Linked DNA regions of Arabidopsis thaliana: region 2 is linked to region 1. A link is a contact called in public capture Hi-C data. All regions are on one chromosome and are shown on one strand. The core of a region is the stretch at or near the end of the contact, and the rest is flanking DNA. Distances in the headings are between cores, read along the strand shown.

Evidence for each region. Capture Hi-C pulls out chosen DNA fragments and counts their contacts.
Region 2: a capture Hi-C map of seedling shows a contact between it and region 1, with 1.8 times the contacts expected there. A contact is called at or near these places in 2 of 3 other capture datasets (root and seedling).

What each region holds. Positions count from the first base shown.
Region 1 is chr1:30,263,274-30,268,799 of TAIR10.1, reverse strand. It overlaps TPR1 (Tetratricopeptide repeat (TPR)-like superfamily protein), which reads left to right and starts at 1,675. Exons shown (of 24, transcript NM_001334989.1): 1 at 1,675-1,900; 2 at 2,292-2,433; 3 at 2,506-2,685; 4 at 2,768-3,040; 5 at 3,133-3,310; 6 at 3,428-3,551; 7 at 3,691-3,800; 8 at 3,912-4,083; 9 at 4,180-4,289; 10 at 4,376-4,445; 11 at 4,516-4,589; 12 at 4,668-4,763; 13 at 4,861-4,956; 14 at 5,055-5,182; 1 more. The coding sequence starts at 2,354.
Region 2 is chr1:30,373,052-30,378,277 of TAIR10.1, reverse strand. It overlaps NRAMP1 (natural resistance-associated macrophage protein 1), which reads left to right and starts at 2,213. Exons shown (of 11, transcript NM_106731.3): 1 at 2,213-2,750; 2 at 2,993-3,071; 3 at 3,158-3,198; 4 at 3,286-3,364; 5 at 3,430-3,534; 6 at 3,635-3,744; 7 at 3,823-4,004; 8 at 4,078-4,321; 9 at 4,399-4,635; 10 at 4,722-4,817; 11 at 4,904-5,226. The coding sequence starts at 2,634. The coding sequence ends at 5,212.

The DNA of each region.
Region 1 (5,526 bases), core at 426-2,925:
ACGTATCATAATGGATTGACGAGTAGTTGTCTGATATTGACATCTTAATTTATAACTTCCCTTTTCATTGTTAATGTTCCTTACTGTCTTCTGATTGATAATAAAGACGTTGACATGTCAAACCACATAATTATTTGAAAAATATATATTATTTCTTCAGATTTTCATCATTTGTTATAAGTCTCGATAAGACAGTTTTTGTTTTTTTAACAATTTTTTACAAAAAACTTACGACCATAATTTAGTTCAGGCGAAAATCAGTGAATCATTAATCATATTTATTAGTTTGGATTTTTATGTGTTTTTCTTTTTATGTATTTGAGGATTTTTCAGTTTGTGAAAACAAATCTAATATGCTTATTTGATTTCTTCTTTATTTGCTGTATTCTTAATATATCTTGCAGAGCTAAGGTAATACTCAAATTTTTTTTTTCCACACGTAAAAACTCATATTTATCAGTTTGGAATTACTGTATTCTTTTTAGTAGTCCTCTCACTCGCCATGGCAAGAAGAAGGTTTTTTTTTCCTTTTTCTTGCATTCCATGTTAATCAGTATTTGAATAAAAAAGCAAGCTAAATCGGCAAATGAACTTATATCCAAATAATCAAGATATCAATCTGTGTAAGCATTACTAGAAAAGTAGAGATACTCGTGTTACCGTGTAAATTAAAAGAATAAAAATGTGCTTTTCAAAAGTTATATACTTTTCTTGTGCACCCATAACTTTAGCAAAAGCAACCATCATCATTCTTGAGCAATTAAAACAAATAATATTGATCTTCATTTGGTGCCAAAATACTTTACGGTAATGACGTCAAACTCGATGTTTCTTGTCAAAGTCTGAAAGACCAATATAAAATAACACTAGACACATTATAAAATTAACATATTGGTTCATTGTAATTAAACCGTCGAATATATATAACGAAAATACCAATTACGCTGTGAATAAACAAACAAAATCATTTTATTAGTCATCGAGTAAATAAATTCGATTATAATCCTCAATAGTCAATATATATATAGCTCACATCACATTATGCGATTAACAAAAACAATCCAAAACAGTTAAATGATTAGAAATTAAACGAGTCTCACTAAATTATTAACGACTCCAAATCACGAGAAGGCTTAAGAGTTATCATGTCGGGAGAATTTAACTGATAACCTCTTCCATTATCTCTCAATCACGTGATTTTTGTTCAACGAGTACCGCATCTCAAGAATAAAAATGGCAATTTAGGTAAATATTTGTCATTTTCAAGGGCAATGGAACTTAAAGATGCATTTCAGAAGGAAAAGCTTTGTCGTGTTATGAGGGAAATGTGGGGACGCAGCTACTTCGCTTTCAAACCGTTGGATGAATATCCTTTAAGGTTCATCGTACAAGATCGACGGCACTCACCGAGGGTGTACTCATGTTGTGACACAGAGGATCATGTCTACTTGGAGTACAGCTAGCAGCTAGAGATTCTGAGCCGATAACGTCGAGAATTGTAGCCGGCTAAGTCGTATATGCTGGTTTAAACTTTAATCTGTACTTATATATAAGTCAACGTGCTTATCAAAATCAGCTCCCTTATCGTGTGATAGGTGCATTGTCTTATTAGACTCCGTTATCCGTCACCTTCGCATATTAAAATCACTTTTTATTTTTTGGTTTTAAATTAAAGTCTCCATTTCTGCAAGATTTTAATGTTCGTATAAATAAGCCTGAAGAGAGAGAGAGAGAGAGAGAGAAAACTTGTTTTTTTTTTTTCCATTAGTTTTTTTCTTACTTTCTGGTCGAGAGAGGAGAGTCCAAAAAACCCAAATCCTTGGCCTCTTTCAATATCAGGAGAGAGAAACTGAAGCTCTGGCCTTTGTTTCTGAAATCGATCGTCTTCTTCTTCTTCATGGCAAGTAACGTATCTAGGTCTTTCATTTTTGGTTTAATATCTAAATCGTAGCTTTTCTGGGTTTTTGATTTTTGTTTTTGTCTCATGGAAGTGAAAAAGATGGCCATTTTAAGCTTTATATTTAATTCGGTGGACAATAATAATACTAGGAAGACCTAATTTTTGTGTAGCCCAATTAAACACTAATTAAATCCGCCGGAATAGAGACTTTTGGAGAATTTTCCGGAGGATAGTTGTAAAGATCTAGTTATATACTGTGTAATTAAGAGGCTGTGTCTATTTTCATTTTTTAAAAATAATAATTAAATGGAGGAATATCTGAAACCCAGTAAATTGGGATGATTTGATGGTTTTGTAAGGTTATCATCGTCGCCATTATATTGATATGCAGATCTGGTGGGTTTTTCTGCATCTGACTTGATAGCTTTATCGGACTGAGTGGCAAAATCAATCATGTCTTCTCTGAGCAGAGAGCTCGTCTTCTTGATCTTACAGTTTTTAGATGAAGAGAAGTTTAAAGAGACTGTTCATAAGTATGTCCGATCTCTCTTTTCCTTTTTGTCTTTTATTAGGCATTATTATTAACTTGATTGATTATTAATTAGGCTTGAACAAGAATCTGGGTTTTTCTTCAATATGAAGTATTTTGAGGATGAGGTGCACAATGGTAACTGGGATGAGGTTGAGAAGTATCTCTCTGGTTTTACTAAAGTTGATGATAATCGATACTCCATGAAGATTTTCTTCGAGATTAGGAAGCAGAAGTATCTCGAGGCCTTGGATAGGTAACTTGTGTCTCTCAACAACAACAAGAATCAAATGTTTTCATATTGCCAATCAATCACACCTGCTGCTGCTTCTATCTAGGCATGATCGTCCCAAGGCTGTCGATATTTTAGTCAAAGATTTGAAAGTGTTTTCCACTTTTAATGAGGAGCTTTTCAAGGAAATCACTCAGCTCTTGACCTTAGAAAACTTCAGGGAGAACGAGCAGTTATCCAAGTATGGGGACACAAAGTCCGCCAGAGCTATCATGTTGGTGGAACTCAAGAAGTTGATTGAAGCTAATCCTTTATTCCGTGATAAATTGCAGTTTCCTACCCTTAGAACTTCACGCCTCAGGACTCTGATTAATCAGAGGTATTCTTTGTCCTTTCTTGTTCACTTCAACAAATTTTCTTCTTGTCAGCTACTTTAACTCCTTGTTTCTATGTGGCTACATAAACCTGCAGCTTAAATTGGCAACACCAGCTTTGTAAGAACCCAAGGCCTAATCCTGATATTAAGACTCTCTTTGTCGATCATTCCTGCCGCCTACCAAATGATGCACGAGCACCATCCCCTGTCAACAATCCGCTTCTTGGATCATTACCAAAAGCCGAGGGATTTCCTCCTCTAGGCGCACACGGGGTAGGTCAATTTCCACCTGATTTTTCGTATTTTCTATAAGTGCCATTTCTACTGCTTTTGGTTCTAGCTCTATAGTTACCTTTACATGCCGTGCTTGACTTACCTTTATGTCTTTAGCCTTTTCAACCAACACCTTCTCCGGTTCCGACACCTCTTGCTGGTTGGATGTCTAGTCCTTCCTCTGTCCCACATCCAGCTGTGTCTGGAGGACCCATTGCTCTTGGTGCTCCATCCATCCAAGGTTATTTGCTTATCAAATGTGGTGTTTCTTTATAAAAGCTGTGTGGAACTATAGTCTTAAATTTTATCCTCGCCTTTTTTTCAGAACCTTTAAGTTTCACCTGTGATCTATGTAACATGTTCTCCTTTTTGGTTCTTAGCAGCCTTGAAACACCCGAGAACTCCTCCTTCTAATTCCGCTGTAGACTATCCATCAGGTGACTCAGACCATGTCTCAAAGCGAACCAGACCTATGGGAATCTCTGACGAGGTGAGAAAAATCTTAATTAATATTATATATTTTCTTATCAATACCAATTTTACATAATTGGTAGTACTAGTTTAGACTTTAAACGTATTTCTTCTTTCTCCCCATATGTAGGTGAGTCTAGGTGTGAACATGTTACCAATGACATTCCCGGGGCAGGCTCATGGTCATAATCAAACCTTCAAAGCACCTGATGACTTGCCCAAGACAGTTGCACGAACTTTGAGCCAAGGCTCATCTCCCATGAGCATGGATTTCCATCCTATTAAACAGACTCTGCTACTAGGTCTGTTTCTTGGTCTGTATGCATATTTCATGTAACATACATCATCAGAAATTTTGTAAAACCAGAAGTTTCTTGCTTCAATTTTCTTTGTTCCAGTTGGTACGAATGTAGGGGATATTGGGCTCTGGGAAGTCGGTTCTCGAGAACGTCTAGTCCAGAAGACTTTCAAAGTTTGGGACTTGAGTAAATGTTCGATGCCCTTGCAGGTGTCTTCTTTTGTGAAAATCAACCAGAATATTAATATCTAATATCTATTTGAAACTTCAGTGACCAACAATTCTGGTCTTTATAGGCTGCTTTGGTGAAAGAACCTGTCGTTTCTGTCAACCGTGTGATTTGGAGCCCGGACGGTTCCCTATTCGGTAAGACTTGAGATTACAAATGCTCTTTCAACCGATTTGAGTATTCATATGCGCACGTTTTCAACTGCAGGAGTTGCTTATTCGAGACATATTGTACAGCTATACTCTTATCACGGTGGTGAAGACATGAGGCAACACCTTGAGGTGTGATATAGTTTACAACAACATTTTAGGAGTATTTCTTTCATTTCCTGTAATGAAAATCATTTTTTATTATTTCAGATTGATGCTCATGTTGGCGGTGTCAATGACATTGCATTTTCCACTCCGAACAAGCAACTATGTGTTACTACTTGTGGTGATGACAAAACCATCAAGGTTCAGTATTTTTTTTCTTCTTTCATTTCCTTAACTCTTGTTTTTTTTTTTTTTTGTTGGAACTCTAAAAACAGACTAATCAATTCTGTGAATTAAGGTCTGGGATGCTGCAACGGGTGTAAAACGGTATACTTTTGAAGGCCATGAAGCTCCTGTTTACTCTATCTGCCCTCACTACAAGGAAAACATTCAGGTAAAGTAGCAATATTTATACGGTTTCATTTTTGCTAAGTACAAGTTGAAATTCGTTTCTATTTGGTTTTGACTTGTTTATTTCTTCTTCTGCTTAAGTTTATCTTTTCAACTGCTCTTGACGGAAAAATAAAAGCATGGTTATATGATAATATGGGTTCTCGGGTTGACTACGAAGCTCCTGGTCGCTGGTGTACAACGATGGCCTACAGTGCTGATGGAACTAGGTTATAACATGATTCTCATCATCTTTATGTTGTGGTTCTGTTCTGTATCGTCATGAAGTGATAATAAATTTAAAATCTATTTTTTATTATATTCACATGGATAGGCTATTTTCTTGTGGGACGAGTAAAGATGGGGAATCGTTCATAGTTGAGTGGAATGAAAGCGAAGGAGCTGTGAAGAGAACTTATCAAGGATTCCACAAGCGTTCCCTTGGTGTTGTCCAGTTTGATACTACTAAAAACCGTTATCTCGCTGCGGGTGACGACTTCTCCATTAAGTTCTGGGATATGGACACCATACAGCTTTTGACTGCCATTGATGCTGATGGAGGTCTCCAGGTATG
Region 2 (5,226 bases), core at 964-3,463, 110 kb before region 1:
CTAAACCCATAAACGTTCACATATAAAGCCCAACCATTTAAAAAGTTGGAATTTCACATACTCGCTCGCAGTTTCACGCCATCAGTCAAATTTTCACGTTGACTAATTTTTTTTTTTTTTTTTTCTCCCTTTTTCCCGTTGACTAAATAACCAAACAAAATACTAGTACTTCTCTCGATTAGTAGATTCATTTTTTATCAGATAACTTAATTTATCAAAAGTCTTTTCCAGTTTACATAGTTTAAAATATATGTTTCCAGTTTTATAATTCACTAATATATTGTCCAGTAACAATGTACATCATGTGATAGTGATAACTATAAGTCTGTAACATATGCATAAATATAAATTACATACTGTCGCGATCATTTCATATAACTTTACACTTGTAGATTCTCAAACAAAAAAAGGTCGCATATATAACAATAACTGATTGTCGCGATCATTTCATATAACTCTACACCGGTAGCTTCTCTAAATATGTTCAAAAAACACGTAAATATAATGCATGATAAATAAGATAAGAACGTATGTACTTAAGTCAACTTTCCGAAAAAAATCATAATTAAATCTACCGATTTTATCTTGACTGCTAAATAGTGCCCTATTTGTAGTTTCGAAATTGTGGTAGAAGACTTGAGTACCTTAGTAGAATATATAATGTGCTGTTTTTTTCTTCTTGATAAATAATGGCCGTAGATTGTGGAGGTCAAATTAATCAAACATTGGCATATTCTCAATGCTTCGGTTTTTGGGATAATATTAAGTGCAATCAATGGCTCATATCTTAGATCGTACGGCTTAAAGGTAATAAAAGCATCTCATGAGTCAACTAAATAAACAGTGAAAACAACTTTATTCTTTCCATCTTCAAAATAAACATTCCTATTCTTACGTAAAGCTATAGTAGTATTCTTTAGCACCGGCTCAAACAATCGAGAAGCCTTAGGACGACTTACAAAAAGGGGTCTTTTCAAACATGCTAAAACAAAAACCATTTCATATAATCATGTCTTAAGCTTCATTACAAAAAGGGATTTTTACAAATTCAGGAATTAATTTTGTGTGACAGTTAGAGGAGAGAGATTAGTAAAGCAAAAAGTACTATTTATTTTCTTAGTTATCATTTTTCTCCGAAAAAGAAAAACTAAGTATAAAAATTCTATCACACATAAAACTGTAAAAGACTTTTACCAAAAAAAATAATTTTAGCATTTTATTTTCTTGGGCTGGTGGCGGTCACACCTCTGCCTTACCTATATGAGCCGTGTTTGGTGCTCTTAACTGTTAGCTCGCTAAATCATGTTTGACGTGTAAAAAAGTCAGATACCTTTGATTTAATCTTTCTAACAGTAATTTTTTAAACCATTTATATTAAAAAGTAAACGCAACTAAAACCGTAATGAAAATGCAAGAGTTGACATAGTTCTTGTATCAATTCAGAGAACTACAAGAAGTAGTTATCAGAACAGAACTGAAATATAGAAATCAACTATAGCGATTCTACTTTGTTTACCAAAATAAAATAACAAAGAAATTTTGGGCAACGAAGCACAATCCTATTGATATATAGTTAGGTTTTAAGTATAAGACTTTAATTTGATTGTATCAATGAGCTTCGACGAACAGGATCCACTGTATGAAAACTATGTTTGTGTTCCAAATCCATATTTCAAGCGAATCTAATCTTGATAGGAAAACAAGAAAGATTGGTGTTGATTAGATTAGGGGCCAAGAAGAGAAGAGAAAGCCGTCCAAATGAAAAAAAAAAAAAAAACATTTTAGAGAGAATCTATCTATGAATAAAACTGAAAGTGTGAGTAGGACCCACCTTCGATCGCAGTCGCTGAGATCCAATCACGTTTTAGCTTCCCATTACAGTGGACCCACCCACTCAACTTGTTCATTTCCTACTTCAACGTCCCCTCTGTGACTGTGTCTGTGTGTTTTTTTTTCTCTATTTATTTAATATCTCAAACAGACGGAAACAAATAAAAATTTTAATATCTCAAACTCTTAATCAATCAACTACTAGTTTATTAACAACACTATCCGATTAAATTTGGTTTAAACTAGTATACAATAATCCTATTTATCTTAAAATAATATGAATTTCCACGATATTTCGACTTACCTACCCTACATTTTTTTCTTGGCCTGGATCATAACTTTGATAAAACAACTGAGAAAGAAAAGAACATGCATGTTGAGACAAAAAGAGTATATAAATATTGTCTTTAGTGTACTTTGAGGAGGACCCAATAAAAAAAAACACTTGGTTTGAACTTGCTTTTTCAGAGATCTCTCACTTTTTCGTTTTTTCTGCTACACACACTTTTTTTTTTTTGCAACACATTTTGTTTCTGCTACACACACTTCTATCACTCTGTTTTTATTTTCCTCAGAGTCCGAGGTACGTACAAAAAAACAGAACCACCATTTTTTTTTTTTTATTATTTATCTAAGAAGAATCTTCAATAAAATGCACCTATAAATTAACTTATCCCCGAGTAAGAAGAATAAAAGAAAAAAAAAATAACTTATCGAAAAAGTCGCATCCATTATATGTATATATATCGTTGTGGAGTTGTTGTATACTAAACAAGAAAGAGATTAGGAAGAGAGAGACGGCGATGGCGGCTACAGGATCTGGACGGTCTCAATTCATTTCCAGTTCCGGCGGTAACCGAAGCTTCTCCAATTCTCCACTCATCGAGAACTCTGATTCTAATCAGATTATTGTCTCTGAGGTCATTTCTTCTTCTTTTTTCTTTTGTTGTTGATTTTATAATCTCTTTTTAAATCTGTTGATTGATTTGGCTTTGTAAATCTGTTTTTATGTTTTATCTTGTAAACATAACTCACATGCGTACCAGTTTCTGAGTCAAGAAATCGTTTTCAGAGTCAACATATCAGAAGACTAAACAAAAAACACAGAGAATCTTGATTCAAAAAATGATAATGAGTTTGTTTTGAATCATCAACTTTGCAGAAGAAGAGCTGGAAGAATTTCTTTGCTTACTTAGGCCCTGGTTTTCTTGTTTCAATCGCATATATTGATCCTGGAAACTGTAAGCACATTACTCTCTCTTTTTTTTTAATAATCTGTAAAGATTTGAGATGATTCATTCTTGTTTCTTCTTCCTGTGTTCTGCAGTTGAGACTGATCTGCAAGCTGGAGCACACTACAAGTATGAAGTGCGTTCATACTCTCCTTCCCTCGCTTTTATCTTATACTAGTTTGCATTTTTTACAAAATCATGATTTCTTTCTTTGTAATAACAGTTACTTTGGATCATATTGGTGGCCTCATGTGCGGCTTTGGTGATTCAATCTCTGGCTGCTAATCTTGGTGTTGTCACAGGTTACCACAAAAATCCACTCTTTTCTTTTAGTTTTATGATCCAAGTTTACTAAATTCCGCTACAGGAAAACATTTGGCTGAGCAATGTAGAGCCGAGTACTCCAAAGTTCCAAACTTTATGTTATGGGTCGTTGCTGAAATTGCAGTAGTTGCTTGTGACATACCGGAAGGTATCACACTTGTTTACTCTTTACAGTGTGATTCAATACTAACCTCTCTCTGTTGATACTAATTGCCAAAATCGGTTTTCTTATATATATATATATATAGTTATCGGAACAGCTTTTGCTCTGAACATGCTCTTTAGCATACCGGTGTGGATCGGTGTTCTTCTGACAGGCTTAAGTACGCTGATTCTTCTCGCACTTCAAAAATACGGGGTATTAGTTTCATCTCTTGTTCTCGTTCACGGTGCTTATATGTAAGGTGAATTCTTATGAATGTTTGGTATAATACAGGTGAGAAAGCTGGAGTTCTTGATAGCGTTTCTTGTGTTCACAATTGCAATATGCTTCTTTGTTGAGCTTCATTACTCAAAGCCAGACCCAGGAGAAGTCCTACATGGTCTCTTTGTTCCTCAACTTAAAGGAAATGGTGCAACTGGTCTCGCAATCTCTTTGCTCGGAGCCATGGTTATGCCGTAAGCTCACTCTCTCTCTTCACCACCATTCATCATAAGATTCTTTGCTGAGAACAACATCTGTTCTCTGCAGGCATAATCTCTTCCTCCACTCGGCCTTGGTTCTCTCGAGGAAAATCCCTCGTTCCGCTTCTGGTATCAAGGAAGCTTGCAGGTTTTACTTGATAGAAAGTGGATTGGCTCTAATGGTGGCCTTTCTCATAAACGTCTCTGTAATATCAGTAAGCGGGGCTGTTTGTAATGCCCCCAACTTAAGCCCTGAAGATCGAGCTAATTGTGAGGATTTGGACTTAAACAAGGCTTCGTTTCTGCTACGGGTAAATTGTTTGCTTCCTTGTTGTTCTGTTTCTTTTCCATAACATTTAAGTGATGTCTTTCCTCTGTTTTCAAACAGAACGTTGTGGGAAAATGGAGCTCAAAGCTATTTGCAATCGCGCTTCTTGCTTCTGGTCAGAGCTCGACGATAACCGGAACTTATGCTGGACAATATGTAATGCAGGGCTTTCTTGATCTCAGACTCGAGCCATGGCTCAGAAACTTACTAACAAGATGTTTAGCTATAATCCCGAGTCTAATTGTTGCTCTCATCGGTGGTTCAGCTGGAGCTGGAAAGTTAATCATCATTGCCTCGGTACTAAAATCATTTCTAACTCTAGTTATCATGTATACTTATATATATGACTTACTTCATGAAATCAAATCATCATCTTAAAACAGATGATCTTATCCTTTGAGCTCCCGTTTGCGTTGGTTCCTCTTCTCAAATTCACAAGTTGCAAAACCAAGATGGGTTCACATGTCAACCCAATGGCGGTATGTAATAATCAAACACATTTTCATTCAAAGATGAGATACTTTGATCATCTCTGACTTCATATATATGTTCCCTTTCTTCACAGATTACAGCTTTGACTTGGGTCATTGGTGGTTTAATCATGGGAATAAACATATACTATCTAGTAAGCAGTTTCATCAAACTGCTTATCCACAGTCATATGAAGCTTATCCTCGTCGTCTTCTGTGGAATTCTTGGGTTCGCAGGCATTGCTCTCTATTTAGCCGCCATAGCTTACCTTGTCTTCCGGAAAAACAGAGTAGCCACTTCTCTTCTTATTTCAAGAGACTCACAAAATGTGGAGACACTTCCAAGACAGGACATTGTCAACATGCAGTTACCATGTAGAGTATCTACCTCCGATGTTGACTGAGTCATCATTAAGCT